Regions from separate parts of the Rattus norvegicus genome. Here region 1 is linked to region 2. The links are chromatin contacts, called in public Hi-C maps. All regions are on one chromosome and are shown on one strand. Each heading gives the region's core, a stretch centred on a gene start, on an enhancer-like site or on the middle of the called end of the contact. The rest is flanking DNA. Distances are from core to core; before and after follow the strand shown. Region 1 holds the start of Xrcc4 (X-ray repair cross complementing 4). Region 2 holds the start of Vcan (versican).

Evidence for each region. Hi-C and Micro-C count contacts between places; a contact is called where the count stands out from the background.
Region 1: a Hi-C map of the A7r5 cell line shows a contact between it and region 2, with 4 times the contacts expected there. The contact joins the promoter of Xrcc4 here to the promoter of Vcan in region 2. A contact is called at or near these places in 3 of 12 Hi-C or Micro-C datasets (the A7r5 cell line, Schwann cells and mammary epithelial cells) and 1 of 1 datasets of contacts at active chromatin or transcription factors (oligodendrocytes).

What each region holds. Positions count from the first base shown.
Region 1 is chr2:22,929,278-22,934,442 of GRCr8, reverse strand. Xrcc4 (X-ray repair cross complementing 4) reads left to right here and starts at 1,630. Exons shown (of 8, transcript NM_001006999.1): 1 at 1,630-1,648. Tmem167a (transmembrane protein 167A) reads right to left here and starts at 1,416. Exons shown (of 4, transcript NM_001399682.1): 1 at 1,357-1,416. The coding sequence starts at 1,359.
Region 2 is chr2:22,594,354-22,599,236 of GRCr8, reverse strand. Vcan (versican) reads left to right here and starts at 3,380. Exons shown (of 15, transcript NM_001170558.1): 1 at 3,380-3,653.

The sequences.
Region 1 (5,165 bases), core at 381-2,880, 340 kb before region 2:
ATTAACTTGATTTTTCCTAAGTAGGAGAGGATGAAACATGTACCTTTGACTCCTTCTAAGAGCAAAGTGATTCTATTTGTTTCTAGGTAATTAGGCAAGAAAGCAATTTTTCAAGTTTCCTAACAGCTTATTAACAGCATCTTTTTGACCAAGTATATATTATTCTGCAGTAGAGAGAAAAAAAAAGGTTACAATGGATAATAAAATCCTTACCCAGAGAACAAATATATACAACAAACATATAAAGGCTACCTCCTTTACAAGGTGCTAATCTTGCGCAGGAAGGAAATTCCAACATATGATTAAATATAAATGCCTACACGTACATCACTGTCAAGAAAGCAGGAAGGACTACTTGAGCTTTTGATCAAGGCTATAGGAGATTCTCAAGACACTTCTGGGAACTCAAATTCAGTATCTTCTTACTGTACAGTGTGGTGTCTAGTGGGGGCGGGGGCGTCCTGGCTGTTTTTGAGATAATACAAACATGCTTTCTCTAGAAATATGGTTATAAATAGCTTCTAAACTCACCAAAGTGGCAGTGCAGGGAGATCTGGCATTTACCCTAACACTGATAAGATGCACAAAGTTTTAATGATTTATTACTAATGTCTACTTTTATCTATGCCCTGGCCACAGGGACTTTCTCTTCCTTGTCCTGACCTTTGCTGCTGTTTGTGATTTACAGTGCAAGCCTTCTGAGGTCTACACTATTAAAGAATTCATAACACCACACATAGGAACTCCCAATGAGGGTGGTGGTTAAGCTCCTACAAGGCAGACACACCTTGGTAGGAAAAGTGAAACCATTAAAAACCTTCCTTTACAAAGAAGCGTCATTAGAATTGAAAGAACAATGAGGGAGGGGCTCTACCTCAACATTGCTTCAACAGGTAAAACGGAAAGGGTAGGATTAGTGTTAAGAAAAGCGACAATCCATTCATTACTATTTAAAGATACAGGTTGGGGTGACACACGTAACACATAACAAAGGGGAAAAGTGGAAACGGGGAATCCAGCATTTTCAAAGTGGATATCATCCGTACAGATATTTGTAACTGGTCGCAATCGGTTTAGTGGAATACCACCGCAATTCCACTAAACAACGTAGCAAGTCGGCCTCTTTGCGAGGGGCCGACTCCATCACCCGGGCTCTTCCTAGGTCTGTTGGCCTGATGCTCCAAGTTGAGCATCCCGGGCCGCATGACTCCCGGGCTGTGCACCCTCGGGTCCCGGGAGAATCACACTAGAGCCAGGGCTCCCGCGCCCCACAGCGCCCGCACCATCCCCGCCGCCCCGCGCGAGCCGCGGCCCCTCCGAGAAACTCAACCGCGGCCAGGCAGCGCATGTTCTTACCATAGTGAGGCCGGTGCTGGTCCAGCCACATCACCCTTCCGGGCCGGGGCGGAAGAGGATGCACGCCCGCTGCGCTTCCCGCTCGCTCCAGCGGTCCGGTTGGGCCTATCGCAGTGCCTCCGCCCATGCCGCGCCATTCGGAGTCCGTGATAGGCTTCTGTTACCGGAAGAGGTGGGGCTTGGTCTACTACTTACAAACCACGGTATTAGCGGATTCTCTCATTGGGCGCCCAGGTTTAAAGCTGGGTGTCCACAATTTTTTTTAAAAGACCGGAAGTGGAGTCACTGAGAGGTAGGGCCCGGAAGTGGCTGTGGTGTCTTTCCACTAGCAGTGCTATTTTTCTTGCGCTTTCCTCGTCTTTTCTTTCTATGTCAACCTCCTGTAGTTCTCGGATCTTAGCTTTAAAGCTGCTCTGTGCGTGTTTTTCACCCGGTCTGTGACCCCTGAGCCTTTTGTTTGTGGATATCAGATTTCCCCAAGGTGAGCACCTGTTGGGCTCCCTCCTAACTTTCTCTTTTTGTGTCTCGTGGAATTTTCAGTAGTGAGAGGCTCATTGGAAATAGGCCGTGTTGCTGTGTGATGTAGATTTGTATTCAGAAGGCTGCGTTCTATATGATGATCCACCACCCCCTCCCACCACCCAATACTGGACTTTGCTGGCCCCCCTCCCTTTTGGACACTCTGAATCCGGGTCTTAGTTAGACATTCTAGGCCCTGGGCAGAGGGAAAGAACTCTGGTAGCTACTGGAAAGGAATGGCCCATTCCTAAGGGGAAGAATTGGCTAGTATAAAACCACTGGGTGAGACACTCTTTCACTTCTGGTTTTCTTTATGAGTTTTGTAGATACGAGGAAGGTGTAATCTGATGTGTTCAATTTTATATGAGTTCTTGGAATGATTCTGAAGTCCATCACTTTCCTCACTGTTCCTAGTATATCAAAATTATGTGTTTAAATAATTGCCCCCCCTCCCGCAATATGGTTCTAGTTTTTATTCAGAATGTTACCCAATGTTACATAATGACCTAAAAGATAAATAGAAAACATTAGTGAAGGACACTGATGTGACATGCTGATTTCTGAGCTCTATTTAGCTGAATCATGAGAATCCAGCGCTTATGGCATCACAATATTTTTACTCAGTGCTATGTTATATGTGATTGTTGTTTATTACTGCATGGCATCCAAGATTTTGCTTGAAATCATAACATCATTTTTAAAATCAGGTATACTCAATTGCTATATTCGTTGGTCCAATACTCAAAGTAAGGATCTGCATCTGAGTGGTATCAGCAGACTGTAGAAGAAGAAGGGATGTTTCTTTGAGTATTTTAGTGGGGGGCTGGAGATTAGTCCAATAGGAAATGATTGTCATTGAATAATCTCAAAAATAGTATTTAAGTTAACTAAACATAAATGTTCCAATGTAGTTGTAGAAAATATGTACTTCAGCTCCGTTTGACACTTAAGGTTGACCTTTCTTCATGAGGCTATGCTTCAGGCTCTAGTAAAGAGAAAGGGAGGCTAAGGTTGTTGAAGATAGCAATTGGTTTGTTGTACTTATGGATAATTTAGGCCATAGTTTCTTATATATCTCAGTTTCTGAATAGTAGCAAATAACTTGTTAATTGTTGAGATATTCATAGAAGTACATGGTATCAGGAGGTAAAGTTGGACATGTGTGTATATTATTTATGATATTCATGTAACATAGCAAATTAATCTAACAGTAAGACCTGTGGGGGCAGCTGCATGGCGATTAGGCACACGGAACCCTTGATTTTGAATTTTGTTGCAAGTGAATGATAATCACAATTTCAAATAATTTTTCTTTATTTCCTCTTCTGGTAGCTCTGCTGTGATTTTCATTTCTAATCATCATGAGACATTTTCCTGCTAACAGTAGAAATTGACTATGTTACTCCATTATGTAAACATTGTCTTCTCTGCATGTGGAGGAATGTTTTCAATCTTCATGTCATGATATCCACAAAGTTGTATATAAAATGAGAAATTTATAGTTCTCTGTAAAAGTGTGGTTAGCTTTCCTCACTGTTTTGGGGATTAAATGAATAAATGCATATAAATAATTAATTGATAAATAGTGCTATAGTGTTCATTCAATTTTCATCCTTGGGTGGAGGGCTAATGATTGAAAATGTTTTGATTGTTAGATGTTGTTTTAGTTAGGGTTTTACTGCTGTGAGCAGACACCATGACCAAGGCAACTCTTATCAGGACAACATTTAACTGGGGCTGACTTACAGGTTCAGAGGTTCAGTCCATTATCATCAAGGAGGGAACATGGCAGCATCCAGGCAGGCATGGTGCAGGAGGAGCTGAGTTCTACATCTTCACCCGAAGGAAGCCAGGAACAGATTGAGCATCCTCAGGCAGTTAGGAGGAGGGTCTCCAAGCCCACCCCACAGTGACACACTTCCTCCAACAAGGCTATACCTTCTAATAGTGCCACTCTCTTGGATGAGAATATGTAAGCCATCACAGATGTTATTTACACAATAAAAGGTTTAAAATTAATTTGGCTTCTTATGCTGCCAGACCACTTTCTCTACATTTTCCATTTTTTTTATTTCTGATATTGATAGTGTTTGAGGGTTTTTTAAATTTTAGTTATCCATCTTACTTATTGGTACTCATTTTTATTTATCATCTATCTACCATATCTATGTCTATTTGTCTGTCTGTCTATCTATCTATCTATCTATCTATCTATCTATCTTTCTATCTTTCTATCTATCTTTGTGTGTTTTCTAATTCGCAACCAAATACATAAATTGAAAGTAGGTTGTTTTGGTTTTGATTGCTACCTGTTCTCTTCCCCCATGACTCCTAGATAATTACACATACGTTTTGTTTGAATATTACCAACACTGATATACTACAATAAACCCCGGATTCTACTTGCAAGTCACAACTTTTCGATTGCTGTTCTTATTGTCTTAGATGTAATCTTCGAGGTAAGGTGGTGCACTCAGAATCCTACAACCTAACATACTTTTGAGACATAATTTTAAAAAGCAGGAATCTGACCAATTTTGTGACACAAAGACTGAAAAAAGAAACAAAAAGTGGGAACCATTAAAACCTCTAATTCTGTAACATAGGGTTTATTAAGGTCAAGCTGTTTCTAACTCTTCTATTTTAATTTAAACAGAGTCAGGATGTTCTCACATAAGATACCACCGGTCCAGCTCATGTATAGTCTTTCCTAATTGAAAAATATGCTCAGAATTGAAATCCAGTCAGATCACGTGTGGAAAGGGAATAAGACTTGCCCTGCCTACCCCAAACCTCTAATAACTGTACCTATTTACTTGCCTGTTTATCAATGGCAGACAAGAGAATGAGCAACACTGGGATACAAGTGAAATGAGAATCACTACTGGGCAGCAAACCCTGTACAATATTGCAAGTTGTTACTACCTACAGTTGAACCATATACACAAAAGTCTAAGAATCATAGACTATCAATATTTAACAGTTCATTCAAACAACAGCAACTTTATGTGGTTTTCTAAACTGTTCTAATAGCATATGAATACTTTAATTCCTAATTAGATGAATAATTACATATTTAGCTTCCAGGCACTGTATCTCTGAATCCACACCTCTAGGAAGAAGTCATAACACCCTCGTGAAAGATTTTGTTTTGTGTTCTGTTGGTGATCCATTTGCAAGCTGAACTGAACTGTTATACCCAAATCTTAATAAAGCCCTATTCTCCTTCAGAAAAGTATAAGTTCTAGGGTCTTCTGAGCTTTGCAGATCAAAACCAAACATCCAAATAA
Region 2 (4,883 bases), core at 2,131-4,630:
CCGGAGACACCTGCCACCTATATCTTTTTCTGCTGCAAGTTCTTGGGTGGTTGTCTCCAAGCTCAGCCAAGTTCCTTAAGACTAGATCAAAGCAAGGCAGAAACGAATAGTGCCTCAGGCTTTTAATTCCACGTAGACGCCAGCAATCTGAATGAATATCTTGCTTCATCTGCCTGAGATTCTGAAATTTACATACCCAACATCCTCTGTATGAGGACATGATCTCAGGAGCGTGCTCACACAAGGAGATCTTAACTAGATTTAGACTTGATCGTAATATATGTGTAAATATATTATAGCATTAAAAGCTATAAAACAATATTTCCCATAAAGTTCTAGGAATTTTGTCAGATATTGGAGAATCTCAAATAGCTGCTTTCTAATTTTCTCAAAAGAAAGAAAGTCTTCAAGAACACTTACATCTGGGTTGAGGAGATGGCTAAAAGATGAAGTGCTATCAGGGCACAAGCAAAAGGACCTGAATTTGGATACCTTGCCCTACATAAAAAAGCAGGACACCGTGGCTCATGTCTGTGACCACAGTGTTTGGGAGACAGAAGCAAATGGACTCTATCTCAGTAATGACGATAGCAATGATAATAATAATAATAGTAATAATGATGATGATAATAAAAATATAGAGATGACTTAGGGAGATGTCAGGTGTTAAGATTTGGATTCCACTTTCACATATGCATACGAGAAAACACTGACACACATATTCGCCACATGCATACATCCAAAGAGATAGAGAGACAAAGATAAACAGAGAAGACAGAAAGACAGACAGGAACACACAGAAAACTCAAAATTCAATGTATTTATAGATTATCCTAAAGATACCTTGTTTTTTTAACTTAAAAAGAAAAAGAAAGTTCTTTATTTCAGGTAGCCAAAGGAGAGGATCAACCTTGGGGAAAGAAAGTAGATATTAAGCTATGTATCACTGTGTTATTGGACAGCTTTAGAAGGTATTTAGTTTTCTAAATAATAACTTCGGAGTCAAGGAAGTGGCAAGGCTTGCGGTTAAAGCTCGTCACTGCTGTCCATCCCTTAGTGAGTTGACCCTGCCTAAAAAAGTGTTTTTTTTCACTGTACACCACTTGTCTATAGATGACATGAGGGAGGGACTGTGACTGTTAGCCAGCTAAGGAAATAAAGTTTAAAAAAGGAGACAAAGTAGAACAAACACAGTGCACAAGATATAGTATCCAATGAAAACGATTCCGAGCAATGACTTTTTATGATGCCCCATCACGGGTACATATTTGCAGTAAATACTGATCATTAGCATGACAGGGAAACAGATACCAATCTATTAATAGTTGCTGGGTTCTGCCCTACGTCTTTGTAGACTTGTTTATTCACGTGTATTCTGAAGGGAGAGCAGGGTAACAGAGTTGATAAGCTCTTAGGCCAATGATCTGTCACAACGTAGCCTTGGGCAAACCACTTAACTGTAAAACTCAAACTAGGTCCACTTGAATTTAAGAATTAGATAATAACAACAACTTGAAGCATTTCGGAGAGAAATCTATCCATCCCAATGCCTGGACTATAAATTCCAGTGGAAATTCATTTTATTTTACTTTTCTTCTTTCTGAATGGATTCCTGCTAGTTCAAAAGTTGTGTTCTGATAAGCATCCCTGGTCTGTGTAAGCTTGGGTGAGTCACTTTTGGTACCTGCTTGTGCTGGTGTGTTAAATGCAGGGGCTGAAGTCTGTTGTCAAGATGTGGCTTCCACTCTAAACAATAAGTAGGATGAGATTTCAATTTTAGTAATGGCAGCATAATCATTGCATAAAGGTTAAGCCAAACTGATTTCTAAATGGCCCATAGCATAGTTATGTCGCTCATTCTTGTGAGTGCTGCCTTAAAGGGTACATGAAATACACATCCGATATGAAATTATATTGACAAATCTACCACAAGTTTGTCACTTAAGATCTATCATTATATTGGATCTATAAACCTTTGGGGAAAAAATCCACATGCTGAGGAGTCTAGGTTATGAGTTTACAACTGTGGTTGTAGCCAATCTAATTAAAGAAATCCAGAGTAAAGACAAACTTTCTGCGTTAATCACTACCGTTTCTCAAGCCCTGTGCTTGATGTAATTTTCTAAGCAAAACATCCAGAGCCAATAATTACAAGGATATTTCCATATTGGTGTAGGAGGAGAAGTTTGTAATTGTTTCAGTACCCGGAGAGTTACTTTGACATGTCTTTCGAACTTACTTTGTCCTCTCTGCATAAAATCATACTAGACTTCAAAGTAACAGAAAATTCAAAGTCACCCTTTTCTGAGGGGCAGAAATCCTTTGTATTAACTGTTTGACCCTTTGCTCTTTAAGGCCCTAATGGAGTCTTTTGTGATTCAGTGAAGGGTATGCTTCTCTATATTGATGTTGTTTACATCTATGGACAAGCCTGAGTAGGAAAAAAAATGCGAACATGAAAGATTCGGTTTACTGACAAAATGGAAACATTGATAAGTCTAAGAAATCTGAATTAGGCAGAAAATTCTCCAAGAGATCCTGTGACAGAGGGGTGGAAGAAGGAAGGAAGCGAAGTACATTTAAGGAAAGATGCGGATTTGTGTCAGAGAAAGGATTCTCTTTGAATGGGACAAGGGGTTGCCTGGGGGGATTTCCTGTCCAGTCCTTTATTGCCAGGGTCTTTGTGTAGGGCCTGATGCCGCGGGCTCCCCATTGGGCAGTTTCCTAGGGAGAGCAGCCACGAAATGCTTTTGCGTCTCCCTGGGGCTCGGATCTCACTTTCTCAGTATCTCTTTCAGGTTGGCAGGAGCGTTGATCCTGACACCTCTTCTGGTGGGATGAACAAGCTCCGTGGTCACAAAAACACATTATATGCAAGTTCTTGGCTGATTTTATATAGTCCGGTCCGCTACTAAGAACTGACCATACTTAATTGCTCCATGCTTGCGGGCCGCACCAGAGGCTGGGGACTCCCTCCCCCTAATTCAGAAGTAGCAGCGCAGGGCGGGGAAGAGGGGGGTCGGGTGGGGAAGGCTGGGAAGGCAGTTGTTTAAGACTGCACAGCGAGGTGGTACCGAGTCGCCGAATGAGGAGCACGGATTTCCCCCCCAGCCGATTGGTACTTCTCATCAGGAAGAAAAGCTGAGAGGTGGGAGTGCCTGGCGAGGGAGGCAGGCGGTCCCTACCGCAGGCTCTGGGAGCTCCTTTCCGCCCCTCCGCCTGTTTCCAAGCCAGGGCTCTTTGGAGTGGCTGGAGCTGCAGAGCGCTTCAGGAGCCTGTGAATGAACCCTCCTCCTCTCCCTCCTCCTTCTTGCTGAGTCTCCTCCTCAGCTCTGACGGTACAGTGATATAATGACGGTGGGTGTCACAACCCGCATTTGAACTTGCAGGCGAGCTGCCCCGAGCCTTTCTGGGTGAAGAACTCAAGGCGCGCGGGCGCAGCAGCTGCGAGCATTAGGTGCTGAGGACCGGCGCCGGAACCGGGATCAGCCGCGAGCTGCGCATCCTCCCTCCTCTCCAGCTCTGTCCCGCACTCGCCGCATCCTTCCCCAGGCCACCGCGCTTCCTATGTGATCTGCCGGGGCAACGCGGAGCCCATTCTCACAGCTCAGCAGTGAATCTCCCCCCCAAACTGCAGTAAGCCGCCTTTCAAGGTAATCACATTTCTTTTGTTCCCCCATTTAAAAGAAAGGGAGGAAAACTTGTTGGGAAACGAAAACCGCCCAGCTTAGTGGGGGGAAAAGACGTACATTACAATCGGAGGAGGGCTTTAATTAAAGCCAAGAGGACTAGCCCTAAGGAGAAGTTAAGAAAATGTTCGCACTTTGAAACGTGAAGGTAACTTTGAAAGAGGCTTGTTAAAGAGAGGAATTCAGATAGACCCTGGTGCTGAAAAATCTCTAGACAAAAGAAGTCCGGGGTGGGGTAGAGGAAAAGAACGAACGGAATAGGGGGGAAGGAGTTTTGTAGAGAAATCCTAGAAAAGTCCTGCTATCTGGAGTTTGAAGAATGGGAGGGACTCCTCACACCTTGATTTTTGTTGTCTTTAAACTGGTCGAGGCAAAAGTTTGAATGGAGACTCCCCAAACTTGTCCAAATACAAGCCCCTGAAACCACCTTAGGGCAGACCACCTGGCTTCCTGGCTCCTGGTGTGTGGTCAGTATCTCTGGTTCCTGGAAAGCCACCCCTGGGCAGCTCTTGACAAGGTAGCGAGGTACTTTAGCTGCCCCGGACCTGCGCGGACAAGACCGTTCCTCCCCACACCCCACCCCTCAGGCAATGTGGAGGGTTATCTGGCAGGGGTTGGGCTGGGTCCTGGGGCTGCGTTTCTTTGATGACTTGGGGGCTGTCAAAGCTCTCTCGCGTTGCCCCTGTGTTCTTTTGTCCTGCGCGTGGTGCGCCCGAGCCAGCAGGGAAGGCGCAATGGATGGGGGTGGGGTTGTTGGAACACCGTAGAGGTCTGGGAGGCTCCTGGGCGGGAAAGCTTTCCCCGAACCGGAGGGGTGTGCAGTATTTCCCCCCTCGCTCTGGAAAGCGAAATGAGGACTTGTCCCCCGATCTTTACCAGCAAACCAGGACCCAGAGACTTTCCAGACAAAGGTGGCGTGGGGACCCGAGTTGGGGACCAATTGGTCTAGTCTTCTCGCCTGGATTACAGCAGTCCCCAGTTCCCTTCTGTATCTTCTCCCGCTCCCATTTCTCCACTTGAGTTGAGCAACTTTACCCACTAGCGGAGAGTGCGTGCCGGTTTTCCCCGGGGACACCCTGGCTGAGAGAGTCCTAGTGCCACGAGTAGGCGTGGGCACTGCAGAGACTTCTCTAATGCCCGCAGACCCGGGACATCCCGGTTGTCTCGGTTTGTTCTCGGTGTCAATGGGCGTGG